3 separate regions of the Mus musculus genome follow, and regions 1 and 3 are each linked to region 2. Evidence: chromatin contacts called from public promoter capture Hi-C data. All regions are on one chromosome and are shown on one strand. The core of a region is the stretch at or near the end of the contact, and the rest is flanking DNA. Distances in the headings are between cores, read along the strand shown.

The links. Promoter capture Hi-C pulls out the DNA fragments that hold promoters and counts their contacts. Capture Hi-C pulls out chosen DNA fragments and counts their contacts.
Region 1: a promoter capture Hi-C map of liver shows a contact between it and region 2. The contact joins the promoter of Camk1 here to the promoter of Lhfpl4 in region 2. A contact is called at or near these places in 4 of 39 promoter capture datasets (the C10 cell line, embryonic stem cells and hippocampal neurons), 2 of 115 datasets of contacts at active chromatin or transcription factors (embryonic stem cells and pancreatic cancer cells) and 3 of 9 other capture datasets (liver, macrophages and pancreatic islet).
Region 3: a contact with region 2 is called in a promoter capture Hi-C map of neural stem cells. The contact joins the promoter of Ogg1 here to the promoter of Lhfpl4 in region 2. A contact is called at or near these places in 3 of 39 promoter capture datasets (the C10 cell line, hippocampal neurons and neural stem cells), 1 of 484 Hi-C or Micro-C datasets (embryonic stem cells), 1 of 115 datasets of contacts at active chromatin or transcription factors (embryonic stem cells) and 3 of 9 other capture datasets (adipose tissue, liver and pancreatic islet).

Annotation. Positions count from the first base shown.
Region 1 is chr6:113,342,511-113,347,075 of GRCm38.p6, reverse strand. It overlaps Camk1 (calcium/calmodulin-dependent protein kinase I), which reads left to right and starts at 3,154. Exons shown (of 12, transcript NM_133926.2): 1 at 3,154-3,240.
Region 2 is chr6:113,192,613-113,196,692 of GRCm38.p6, reverse strand. Lhfpl4 (lipoma HMGIC fusion partner-like protein 4) reads left to right here and starts at 1,309. Exons shown (of 4, transcript NM_177763.3): 1 at 1,309-1,478; 2 at 2,390-2,875. The coding sequence starts at 2,470.
Region 3 is chr6:113,325,050-113,329,560 of GRCm38.p6, reverse strand. Ogg1 (8-oxoguanine DNA-glycosylase 1) reads right to left here and starts at 2,585. Exons shown (of 7, transcript NM_010957.4): 1 at 2,199-2,585; 2 at 949-1,196; 3 at 153-332. The coding sequence starts at 2,335.

The sequences.
Region 1 (4,565 bases), core at 1,905-4,404, 150 kb before region 2:
CTACATAGCAAGGTTGAGGTCAACCTGGGCTACACGAAACCCTGTGTCAACAAAATAAATAGTGGGGCTGGAGGGATGGCTCAGTGGTTAAGAGCACTGACTGCTCTTCCAGAGGTCCTGAGTTCAATTCCCAGCAACCACATGGTGGCTCACAACCATTTGTAATAGGGTCCGATGCTCTCTTCTGCTGTGTCTGAAGTCAGCTACAGTGTACTCACATTATATTTTAAAAATAAATAAATAAATAAATAAATCTAAGCTGGGCGTGATGGCATACGCCTTTAATCGCAGCACTTGAGAGGCAGAAGCAGGTGGATTTCTGAGTTTGAGGCCAGCCTGGTCTACAAAGTGAGTTCCAGGACAGCCAGGGCTACACAGAGAAACCCTGTCTCGAAAAAACAAAAACAAACAAACAAACAAACAAACAAAAATCTATAAACTTGCAAACTTTATATGCCCCAGTACTGGGGAATGTCAGGGCCAAAAAGTGGGAGTGGGTGAGTAGGGGAGTGGGGGGAGGGTATGGGGGACTTTTGGGATAGCATTGGAAATGTAAATGAGGAAAATACCTAATAAAAAAACAACAAAAAAAGAAAAACAAAAAACAAAAAAAAAAAATCTATAAACTAAGTAAAAAAACAAAGGTTAGAAAAAGTGAGGGCTGGCAAGATGGATTAAGAGTTAAAGGCACCTGGTATCAAACTTGGCGAACTTAATTTGACCTTTAATCTCTGGAAAAAACGGAAATGGTAAAAGGAGAGAATCAACTCCTGAAGTTGTCCTCTGGTCTCGGCATGTATAGGCATAGACACACACACACACAAACACACACACACTCACACACACTCTCTCTCTCTCACACACTCACACACACACTCTCTCTCTCACACACACACACTCACACACTCTCACACACATTCACACAGTCTCATACACTCTCTCTCTCTCTCTCTCACACACACACACACATTCACACAGTCTCATACACTCTCTCTCTCTCACACACACACACATTCACACAGTCTCATACTCTCTCTCTCTCTCTCTCTCTCTCTCTCTCTCTCTCACACACACACACACACACACACACACACACACACACACACACACACAGACTTTCTAAAAGTGAGAATACCTGAATGCCCCCAGAAAAGCTTTAAAAGCATGCAAAGAGTAAGACCAGAAAAGGTGTGTAAGCAGAGACTGGCCAGGTGGCTCAGTAGTTAAGAGCAGTTGCTGCTCTTGCAGAGGATCCAGGTTTGGTTTTCAGTAACCCACGCGGTGGCTCACAATCACTTGTAATTCCTGTTTCAGATGATCAGATACACTCTCCCAGCTTTCAAGGGCTCCTGCGTGAGCACGGTTCACATATAAAATGGCAGGGTCACATACATAAATAAAAAAGTAAAGAAATCTTTTTAAAAAGTTGTACTAGTCTTCAGAGGGACACTATCACCCAGTAGTGTTGTCATAGAGATAAACACAAAACTGTACTGACACAACTCCCTGGCTCAATAGTATGTTGAATGGGTGGTGAGGAGACTAGAGGTGTGGTCCTAGGTCAGAAGTGGGTTAGGAATCTGAGATTCTGAGATGTGAGGGAAGAAAACACCTCTTAGTCTCTGACCCTCGTCAAATCTTGCTTTTCCTGTGAGCCCTGGTTTATATGAAATCTTTTTCTCATGTTTTACTTTGTTTTGTTTATGTACTTGTGTATGTGAGTGTGCAAGTCTATGGCAGCCAGAGGAGGATGTCAAATGTCTTGATCTATCACTCCCCACCTTACTCCCTTGTACAGCACCCCTCTCTGAACCTGGGGCTAGGCTGGTGGCATGCTCCCCCTCAGTTCTGGGGTTACAGAGGCACACAGCCCCCTCCAGCTTCTTACACAGGCTCTGAGTATTTGAACTCAGGTCTTGTCCTTGAGCCGCTCGCCCACTGAACCATCCCCGAATCCTCCTGTTTTGTCTTTTCTTCCTCCTCCCCTTGAAGGAGAACCTCACCACCGGCTTGCTTAGAACATTTCACAATGCACCTATCTCTGCTTCTGAAGTGCTAAGATTGTGTCAGACACCACACCAGCTTGTTTTGAACTAGTGTTCTAAGTACTTGCACACCCACTACACAGAACTCTCAAGAAAACTTAGAGTCAGTCGTTAATAAGTCCATGTCTCAGGGAAGAAACTGAGGCTCAGAAAGGGAGAGCAGAAAGGGAGGTGGTTGACTTCAAAACCTTTCTAGCATCTTAGCTTAGTCTTCTGAGGCCTGACCACTCCAGGACAGAGGAGGGCCAAACTGGGAGAAACAGAGGTTGAACTCAGGAGGGAGAGCTGCCCTAGACAGGCCAGGTTGCGTCCTTTGCCTGGCTCCAGGGCAGACCTACCTCTAATTCCTGCCAGTTGATTCCCCTTCTAGTCTGAGCTCAATTTAGTCCCAAAGAGCCTTGCATAAACCAAGTCGGGTCAGGTCCCTTGGCCCCAAGCCTAGAGCCCCAGGAAGGGATATGCTCCACCCTCCCCACCCTGGCTCCCAGCCACGGTCACATGGCACTTTGGTCCTCTTTGGCTTGCTTCCTTAAGGATCCAGATTTAACTGCATCTCCCCCTTCCACTTCTCTTCCCTAGTCTCTTTGAGCAGTACCTGAAAGTGTGTGGGATAGAAGCCTTAGCTCTGTTTTGCTGGTGTAGGTCCTCAGTTTATCTGCCTATTAAATGGGACCTTACAGCTTTTCATCAGCCCCTTACTAGTCTTCTGAGTCTTGCATAGGTCCAGCTCCTTTTAAATGGAAGGTGAGGAGAGGAGGAGAAGGAGACTAAGAACTCTAAGGCAGGTCCCAGAACTGTTTTGAAAACAATGCCAGGTTCAAGCTGGCCAGCCTCTGGCATCTCATAAATATTGGTTCAAAAATCATCTGCTTCTAACTAAGTGCTGATTTCAAGACCATCTGTGGCTCTCACTTGTCTCCTGCTGACGACCAAAGGGCACATAAGCATGCTATAGGGCCTGTAACAGAACAACTGGGCCCACTTCTCCAGTCCGAGAGTGCTCGTCCCTAGTCCCCAGGTCCTCTGCCGCAGGCTCCTCCTCCATTGACATCAGAGCCGCAGGCGGGCCGAGGGAGCCGAGCCCCAGCCGAGCGCCAGCGACTGAGCAGGCAAACTGACCAGGCACAGACGCGGCGGGAGCTCCGCACCAGCCACCTCGGCCCTCGCAGCCAGCCCCGAGGCGGGGCAGCCGCAGGTACAACTGAGGGTTGCCCCGGCTCTGTGCAGCGGGGCGCTCCAGCCACAAGATACTGAAGCCCAAGGGTGGGAGGGGCGCCTGGCCCCTGGACAGACAGACGGAACAGGGCTGGGCCTTTCTCTCCCACCTCCCGTCCCAGGCCCTTTAGGTGCTAGGTGACCTCCATGGATATTGCCTGGATATCAGAAAAGGGTGGGGAAGGGTCTGTGTGTGTGTGGTGTATGTCCAAGCGCTAGGCCTGACCATGGAAGGGCGTGGGCATTTGGAAGAGTAGATCGGGGAGGGCATGTGAGGGGTTCCCTGAAGCAGGAATGTGCTTCAGTTGTGTAAAGGTATCTGGGAATTCATTTTTGTTGTTGCATATGGTGTTCAAGGATACACACACACTGCTGTCTGGCTTGCGGGGTAGAGTTCAGGGGAGGTTTGGTCTTCCTCTGAGGGGGTTTAGTTAGGCAGATTGTTAAGGCTTGGTTTGCTGTGTAGGGCTCTGGGCTGAGGAGTTGGAGGGCATAGACAGGACTAAGTTGCTATGTCTGGTATGTGGGAACGGATGCCACCTTGTTCGTGTGTGCATGGAATCAGTACTGCAGTGTAGGGTCTGGGTGTTTTGGATGGACAGGTAGGTGTGAGTGGTGTATATGAACGTGTGTTGATGCTGGGCATATGTGCACAACCAGGTGACGTGGTGTGCAGTGTGATGGATCTAGCAGGAAGGTGTCTGGACTCAAGATTCATGTACTGCTGATGTGGAGTGGTGTCTGCTGCAGGGTGTGGAACTGTGAGGGTCATTAGTGCTGGCATCCATGTGGGTTTGACTTTACATGGATTTACCATTGCCTCTTTCATCAGAAAACCTGGGATGCTGGCCAATGCTCTGGGAACAAGGTCCCACTCAAGGAGTGGACTCTCAGTTCTGGTCAGGGTGCCTTCTCTTCATTCTTCCCAAAGGAACCAGGAGGTTGCTTTCCCAGAGCTCTAGGGCATGAGGGGCTCTGTTCTGGCTTCAAACTCAGTTGATTCTGAGATGTTGACTTTTCTGAATGATTCCCCCAGTCTAGTAGTCTCCTACTGGACCAACACATGACACCCTTTGTCCTTAGCAAGCTTAGCTGGGACTCTCTTGGGCAACTCTGGACTCATTCTATCCATCTCCAACCTCAGTTTCCGAGATTTCTCACATGATACATGGGGAGAGAACCCACCCTTTCTTGTAAGATGACACAGAGCTGTCTAGGGAAAGGTCCAAGATAGGTCCCCTCCAGGAGGGGACAGACAGGTGAGATCAGTTTTCCGGCTGCTGGGACACAGACAGGGAGTCAGGA
Region 2 (4,080 bases), core at 60-2,559:
GCTCTGTTAGTAGAATGCTCTCCTGGTTTGATCTCCAGAAACGTACAAAACAGACACAAAACAAGCTTGTTGGTGCATGCCTGCGATTTCAGCACTCGGATAGAAGCAGGAGGATTCCTGCATGTTCAAGGCTACCCTGGTCTTAACACAGTGAGTTCTAGGCCAGCTAGAACTACTTAGCATACTCTCCCCAAATAAAGCAGACTTTTACAAAATACATAATCAGAAAACAAAAACAAAAAACAAAAAGGAGAACCAAAAAAAAAAAAAAAACCCAAAGACCAAAAGAACAGTTTCTTATTTCACTGGAAAAAGACATTTAAAAATATGACATGAGTTTTTGCATATAGATATGAGTTTCAACAAACATACTTCTCTGTGTGGTCCAGTGTTTGGGATCCACTAACATGTGCGTGCTCGAGCACACACACACACACACACACACACACACACACACACACACACACACACACCTCTATAAAATGGGGCATAATTTGTCCACTTTACAGATAAGGAAACAGGTCCCGATAGCTCAAGTTCAAGGTTAGTGTTAGTTTGTCTGGGTTTCAAAGGCTAAGCAATGACTGAGTCAAGCTGCCTCCCAGGAGTGCCCCTGAGGGTGTTCTTTGGCCTAATCACCACCCTTGACTTTGAGGCGTTGTTGTTTAGATCTTCATGATGTTCAGACTTCATGGCTTGCATCGACTTGGGCACGGGGGAGGATGTAAAGGAAAAACCAGCTTGCCAGCCCCTTTCCCTCCTGGTTTTGGTACTCAGCCTGGGTCTTGTTCCCTGGCTCCATCTCCTTGTTCTGTGGGCCAAGGAATCCCCAAGGCTGGCGTGGGGTGTTAACAGTTTAGGAGTTTCCCTCTCCCAGGGGGGTGTTGACAGTTTCCTAGGAGACTCTGAAAACCTTCAACGCCTCTAAGACGCAAAGGCGTGGAAGCAGAATGGAGAGACTGGAGGCATTGTCATAGATGGTAGGGGGTAATCAGGAATCAAGAGATTGAGTTCAACGTCTATCAATAATCCTCATTTCGTTCCTTCCCCCATTTCCACGGGCTTTGTGGGGAGCTGGAACCCCACAACTCAGGTTGACCGAAGGGAGTCCCAGTAGTCAGGAGGCCTGAAGCCGGGGCTGGGGTAGAGGCTATGTTTCTGGCTGAGGGACCTCAGGGTCACCGTGCCTGACCGTACCTCTGACTGTCAGAACCTGGAGGGCCCCTTTCCCTCCTCCTCCCCCGCCCCCCTTCCATTCCTCTCAGTTCTTTACGCCCGCGCGGGAACGCGCCCCGGCCGCGCCGCGCCAGTGCCCGGGAGCGCGCGCCTCGGCGCGGGAGCGCGCCCCGGGGAGAGCCGGAGCAAGATGGAGGCCGCGCAGAGGACGCCGCCTGGGCCAAGGCAACCGCTGTTAGGAGCATCGAGCACCGGAGCTTGAGCCCTGCCGGTCCCGGATCAGCCGTCCCGACTCGGCCCAGGTTGGTCTTCCCACATCCCTTCTCCGCGGCCGCAGCCTCCGCGCGTGTCCGGCCTGGGCGCGGGGCAGCCCCCCCCCCCCCAGCTCTGGCCCTACCCGGGCCCAGCGGCTCCCCCGCGCCAGGCACGGCCCCTGCCCACCGCCCGCCCCTCCAGGCCCAGACTGCCCGCTGGCCTCGATCGCCTGTTCCCTTGGCCTGGAAAGCCACTCTCCTCGGCCCTGGCCCGCCAATCCTACACTACCCCCCCGCAGCCGACATTCAGCCCCGGCTTCTAAGGAGCCCCCCCTATCCCCGCCCCCCAATCCCCGCCACAAGTGCAGACCCTGCAGTGTCAGCCCCTGATTCCACGCTAGCCTCATCCTGATTCCAACACTTAGCCCTGGGTACCAGCTCCAGTCTTCTGCCTGGCCCTACTGTAACCTTCCTCGTGCCCTCAGTACCAGCCCCTGACAACCTCTTCTCTTCCTTATAGAGAAGCGTCTATCCTCTTTCAGATCCCCTTTAGACACCCAGTCCCAGACCCACTACCCCTAATAACAGCTCCAATATGCCCTTCCCAGCTCTCTCTATTCGGTGCTTGTTAATGCTCCAATATTGATCTCCATCTTTCATTACATCTCCCCACGTCCCCTTCTTAATCCAGCACCAGTTCCCAAGCCCCCTCTTGAACTCCCCCACGAGCACTTTCTGGCACCCCCCTACTTCCAGATCCCATGTCCTCATCCCATCCCCCCCCCAACTTTCCCATGACTCCTTCTCAGGCCCCCCAATAGGAGGCCTTCAAGTCGCCGCCCCAACACTGTCATGACCCCCTCCTAGCTCCCCAGTCAGCCCCCAGGTTCCCAGCTCCGCCTCAGGCCCCGCCCTTGCGAGTTCCTAGACTCAGGGCTGCTTCTCGCGTGCGTCCCCAGCTCCCGCCCCGCGGCCGGTGGTCAGTCCTGGGCCGGCGGCCCCCTGTCAGCCGCTGCCGCCGGCCCCGCCCCCGGGCACCATGCTGCCCTCGCAGGAAGCCTCCAAGCTCTACCATGAGCACTACATGCGGAACTCGCGGGCCATCGGCGTGCTATGGGCCATCTTCACCATCTGCTTCGCCATCATCAACGTGGTGGTCTTCATCCAGCCCTACTGGGTAGGCGACAGCGTGAGCACTCCCAAGCCTGGCTACTTCGGCCTCTTCCACTACTGCGTGGGCAGCGGGCTAGCGGGCCGCGAGCTCACCTGCCGGGGCTCTTTCACCGACTTCAGCACCATCCCGTCCAGCGCCTTCAAGGCGGCCGCCTTCTTCGTGTTGCTTTCCATGGTGCTGATTCTCGGCTGCATCACCTGCTTCGCTCTTTTCTTCTTCTGCAACACTGCTACTGTCTACAAGATCTGCGCCTGGATGCAGCTCCTGGCAGGTAGGGGAGGAGTGGGCGCAGGACCCTTAGCAAAGATGCTAAAGATGGGAGCTCTTTCTTGGAAGAGTCAGGGCTAAATTCCTCTTCTCTGTATTGAGACACTTCAGGCCAGCTCTCAGCAGCTACTGGGGAGAACATTCAACAACAGAGAGCCACCTTAGGGCAGGGGACAATCTTTAGAATTGGTATTTGGATCCCTCATGTTGAAAGCTCGGGTCTACTGATGGATTAGCACTATGTTCGTGTTTTGGGGGTCTTTATTGGCGGCGTTTGAGGAGGACAATTTTTTTTCCTGAGTGAGGGCTTACTATAAGTATGATCAATTTCTGTTATGCTGGGGGCGTTGATGCAGAAATTGGTGACTCGAGAGACTTGTCTTGGACCTTGAACTCACTGACATTGTTGGCTTTTTTGAGGTTTGGTTTCTCATCTGTAAAATGATGCAGAGGAGAAATCCTGTCCTGAGAGTTGGGAGGCTATCTGTGGTGTTGGTACTGAGAAGATGCGTGTGGAAAGCTTGCAACACAAGCCTCTGAAGAGAAGGTTTCCATCCTTTTAAACGTACCCCTGACCCACATTCAGGAAGGGTTCTGTGCCACAGTCAATGGTGATGAGTCCTTTGAAATCTCTGAACTGTTTGGCTGGGATAGTCATCTTCCCCTAAGGCTCAGGGAAAGACCTTTTGGGAATGAGAAATGCTGAGACAGTTTCCCCTGATCCATTAGAGTCCTGTGTCCCCACCCACTCTTCGATCGCAGTCACATTTTGAAAACTCAGCAGCCTGGATATTTGCCTAATTGCAGGAAAGGAAAAGAGAGTTGGACCGGGCAAAGCGGAGCCTAGGGACTGAAGGGTGGGGAAGAAGATGGGTAGAGGCTAGGGGGAAGTTTGAAGCCTTCCAGGGATGGGAAGGAAAAGAGAAGGCTTGATAATGGTGCATTAGAGATGCTTCTTTGCAGTAAGCACTTCAGATCGTTCAACAAGTGGTCAGCCTTTCAAAAGGGGTGCCCAAAGGAAAGGTGATAGATGACAGCTTGTAAGCAATCCCACCGCAGGATATACTGCACGGACTTGTCTCTGCAGTGTGGTATGTGTTCACTTGAACCTTTCCATTGGAAAGAAATCTCCATCTTTTCAAGGAAGAGTGTGAGTTTTTCAAAAGGGCTGGAAGTCACTCAAGGTCAAGTGCTAAGAATGCAGTAGTG
Region 3 (4,511 bases), core at 1,336-3,835, 130 kb before region 2:
GGGACTGCCCAGACTACTTCACCCAGGACTTCTGGGTGGAGACAGTGTTTGGCACAGTGGGAAGCTCTGAGATGGGAGCTCATAGCTTGGGTAGAACTGAACAGATAGATCTTTCTGTCCAAATGCTGAAGGGGACGGATGCACCTACTCACCAGCCAGGGCATGGAGGTTTGGGAAGCCATGATAAGTGACATCATCAAGCTGAATGAGTCGAGGTCCAAAGGCCTGGCAGAGCCGTTCCACCATGCCAGTAATGCGAGCAATGTTGTTGTTGGAGGAACAGATGAAAGAGAAAAGGCACTCAGTGGGGTCTTGTCTCAGCAGTCTCACACCTGGAGAGCAGAAAGGTCGGAGCCTGGGGACACACCTCGAATCCCTCCACATCAGACACTACACCTTGAGGCTCCAGGGGGACCTGGAAGAATAAGGGACTGCTCGGGTCGAGAAATCACTAGGCTTCTGCCTTGTGGCATCCTGTGGGGTCTGGGTGACCATCCCATTCCACTGAGAAAAAAAGCCACAATGCAAGCACCACATGAACAGGGCTTCATTTTGTGTCCTTTTCTTTCTTCACCAAAGAGTAAAAGTGATTGGGTATATAATGACAGAATGACGTCACCTGCTCCAGGACACACAGTCAGGATTAGGCCCCATATCTTTATCACTTTCCTGTGGATGATGATCATCATCATTATAATAATAACAATGTGCTAAGTAGAAGCACTTTAGTAAGTACATCTTAATTATTTGCTATTATCATGTGTGTGTGGCATAGCGTGAACTTTTGGGAGTTGGTCCTCTCCTTCCAGTATGTATTGGGGCATTAAACTGCATGACAAGTGCTTTTATTTGATGAACCATCCTGGTGGCCCTGTATCTGCATGTTACGGAAGGCAGAGTCACAGAGATGTAACTTGTAAGCCACCATTCCTGCCCCCTTGTACTCACCTTGGAATTTCTGGGCCACTCTTTGGAAGTGGGAGTCTACAGAAGCCCAGTGGCTATACAGCTGTGCCAGGCTGACATCTAGCTGAAAGTACTTGTGTAGGGTTTCCAGCTCCTCTAGGGTGGGCCTGCTGACCTGGCTGTCGTCTCCTCGGTACACAGTGCAATAGAGCTGGTCCTCCGTCTGAGTCAGTGTCCATACTTGATCTGCCAGCACGCCACTCCAGTGAGCAGGGCTCTGCTCCTTCCACCTGGGCACCCCAACAGACAACCCTAGCATCGTTACCCATCTTGAACTCGTTAAGGTCCTTTCTGTTTTACAAATGTCCCACCTGTAAACTGACTAATTAGTTATAAATAAAAGTGGTATGTCTTCTTTCTTTTTCTTTCTTTCTTTTCTTTCTTTTTCCCCGAGACAGGGTTTCTCTGTGTAGCCCTGGCTGACCTGGAACTCACTCTGTAGACCAGGCTGGCCTCAAACTCAGAAATCTGCCTGCCTCTGCCTGCCAAGTGCTGGGATTAAAGGCATGTGCCACCACTGCCCGGCTAGTTTTCTTTCTTTCTTTCTTTTTTAAGATTTATTTATTTATTTATTTATTTATATGTAAGGACACTGTCCCTGTCTTCAGACACACCAGAACAGGGCATCAGATCTCATTATGGATGGTTGTGAGCCACCATATGGTTGCTTGGAATTAAACTCAGGACCTCCAAAAGAGCAGTCAGTGCTCTTAACCACTGAGCCATCTCTCCAGCCGCCCCCCCCCCCCCCCCCGCTAGTTTTCATCTTTTTGTTTGTTTGTTTTTTCGAGACAGGGTTTCTCTGTATAGCCCTGGCTGTCCTGGAACTCACTTTGTAGACCAGGCTGGCCTCAAACTCAGAAATCCACCTGCCTCTGCCTCCCGAGTGCTGGGATTAAAGGCGTGTGCCACCACCCCCGGTGTAGTTTTCATCTTAAAAATAAAAAAGAAGCGGTACTGGGGATTGAACCAAGAGCCAAGTGCGTGAAAAGCAAGCACTCTTATTACTGAGTGCATCCCTCAGCTTCCCCCACTGATTTTTATTGCATGGTCCTCATAATCCTGCACAGTCATCACCTCTACTTCCTAAAGAAGGTTAAAAGGCAAACCACCGGTGCTTAGACTCCAAAATGTACTCTCATCTATTGCTCCCAACATTCTCTGTATCCCGAGTGGGCAGCACTGAGAAGTCAACATCCTAGGGAACAGTCCTCCCAAGTGCAGTCACTCACCGGAAGGACTGTCCAGAAGCTAAAACCAAGTCCAGACGCAGCTCAGAGCGTGGACACGGGATAGAGGCCCAGAGGGCCGGGCTGGAGCTTAGGGTGCGATGTCTCATGCTGCTAGGCAGCCAGGAACGGAATAACATTCGGCTAGCAGCCCCAGCCCATTACGGCACTGTCCAATCAGAACTCGACTTTCCCAAGTCCTAAAGCCTCGCACACAAGTGACCACACACACCGGGAGTGTAGCACCGTGGGTCCTAGCTTATGGGTCCGGTGTAATTTTAATTTGAGTCCCTGTTGAATGAATTTCCCTCTCCTCGTAGGAAAGCCTCTCGCACACCACCAAACCCCTAAACGCCCCACTCCGCTCTCCCGTGCAGCACGCCCCGCCTCTTCCTCCGGACGTGGCCCCGCCCCCAGGACCTCCCGGCGCGCGCCTCCTCCTCCTGCGCAGCCCTCGAGGTTTGGAAAGGCGCGCCAGTATGGTTCTTCCGGGTCCCAGTTTACTCCCACCGGAAGTAGATCCTTGCTCCCGCTTATTTGACCCTAGAGGTAGCCAATCCGAGAAGAAAGTACGAAGCACCAATGAGAACTCGGGAGTGCCGGAGTGGGCGGGCCTGTGAGGTGGGAGCGGTTGGCCTGCTGGCCTCGCTGCTTGGCGATTGGCTGCCAGAGACCCGGCTCTGCCATTTCAGGGCTTTCGGTGCAATCTCAGGGCCTGCCTGCAACTTCTCGTGCTGGCCCGCACTGGAGCCACATCATTGCGGGGCGTAGTGGTACACACCGGTCGTCCCAGAACTCGGTAGGCAGAGGCGGGAGGCACGTTTGAAGCTTAACTAGGCTGGGCTTCATGGCGAGACTCTGTCTCAAGAAATAAACCGAAAGAATCTCATCCTCCCCTGCTCAAGCCTTTCTCCACCGAGCCTCTTCTGAGGCAGTGATTTTTCAGCGCTGTCCCCTCCACGTCTTGTCAGGAGGCCCCGAATGCGCCATCTCGGGCTTCCCAGGCTTCAGAGGCCAGTCTCAGGTTTGCTCGCCCTGGCTACAGCCTGCGGCACAGCTACCCGCTCCAGTCCGAGCGTGGAGAGATGGGCTTTCTTTGGAGTTCACTCCGTCCAAATGCCAGTGTGTGGCTCTAGGCAGCCTAAGGGACCAACACAACCAGCACCAGCCACCTTGTTCCAAAAAGGACTATATCATTTATAATTTTTTAAGACAAAAAAAGAATGCTTAGGCTAAGAAATATGAACTTCAGCCGGGCAGTTATGGCGCATGACTTTAATCCCAGCACTTTGGGAGGCAGAGGCAGGCAGATTTCTGAGTTTGAGGCCAGCCTGGTCTACAGAGTGAGTTCTAGGACAGCCAGGGCAACACAGAGAAACCCTGTCTCCAAAAACAAACAAAAAAAGAAAAGAAAAAAAGAAAGAAAGAAACATGAACTTCGGACACTAGTTTGACACACTAGGGCATTTTCCATCAAGCAGAGAAATTTTCGGGTTGTGCCTAAATTATTGGACTACAGACTCAAGGGCAGGGCTGGATGCTGATTAGTGTGTGTGTGTGTGTGTCTACAGAAAGGCACAGCACACCTGCTAGAACACTATTAACCAACATCAAACAAACTGGGTCTTTTGTCTCAGTTTCATTAAGCAGTAGCTGTAAGGCTCTCAGCATCCATGTTTTACTGTGATTACCTCATCTAAAGGCATGTCACCTTACAGGTGCCTGGCACTGAGAAGGCATTCTCTCCAACAAGACTTTAAGTTAGGAAAAACGCCAAGGTTGCATGTGCATTAACAGGCTGGTACACACCTACTTTGTTTTCAACTGAAGTGTCTGAAGCCCTTCAGCTACAGTCCTAACAAAGGACTTGAAGCAACTGAATCCCATAAGATGGCAGTAATGGACTCATCTGGTCTTAGGTGCTAGCTGAAAAGACACCTTTCCAGACAAAGAGACCTGGGTTTAAGTCCTAGCTCTCCAACTTCTTAGTTGTAGGAACTTTGGCGAGTTAATTTTTCTAAACCTTAGCATCTGAGGTAAACAACCTGTAATTAACACACCCCATAATTACTGTAAAGATTGCACAACAGTATATCTAAAGGTACTTAGTATGGTCCTGTCACTGTGGAGATAGCTGCGTATTATTAGCCATCCATAGTTATTGCAGGGATTAGACACAATTTATGTATTTCTAGGTACTTAGGGCAGTGCCTGAGAGTACATAGGACATGTGAGCTCTTACTTAGCTTTGCTATTCAAACTTTTCAAAGACGGGTTCTTGTTATGTTATTCTGCCTCCCCTTTGAACTCATGGCA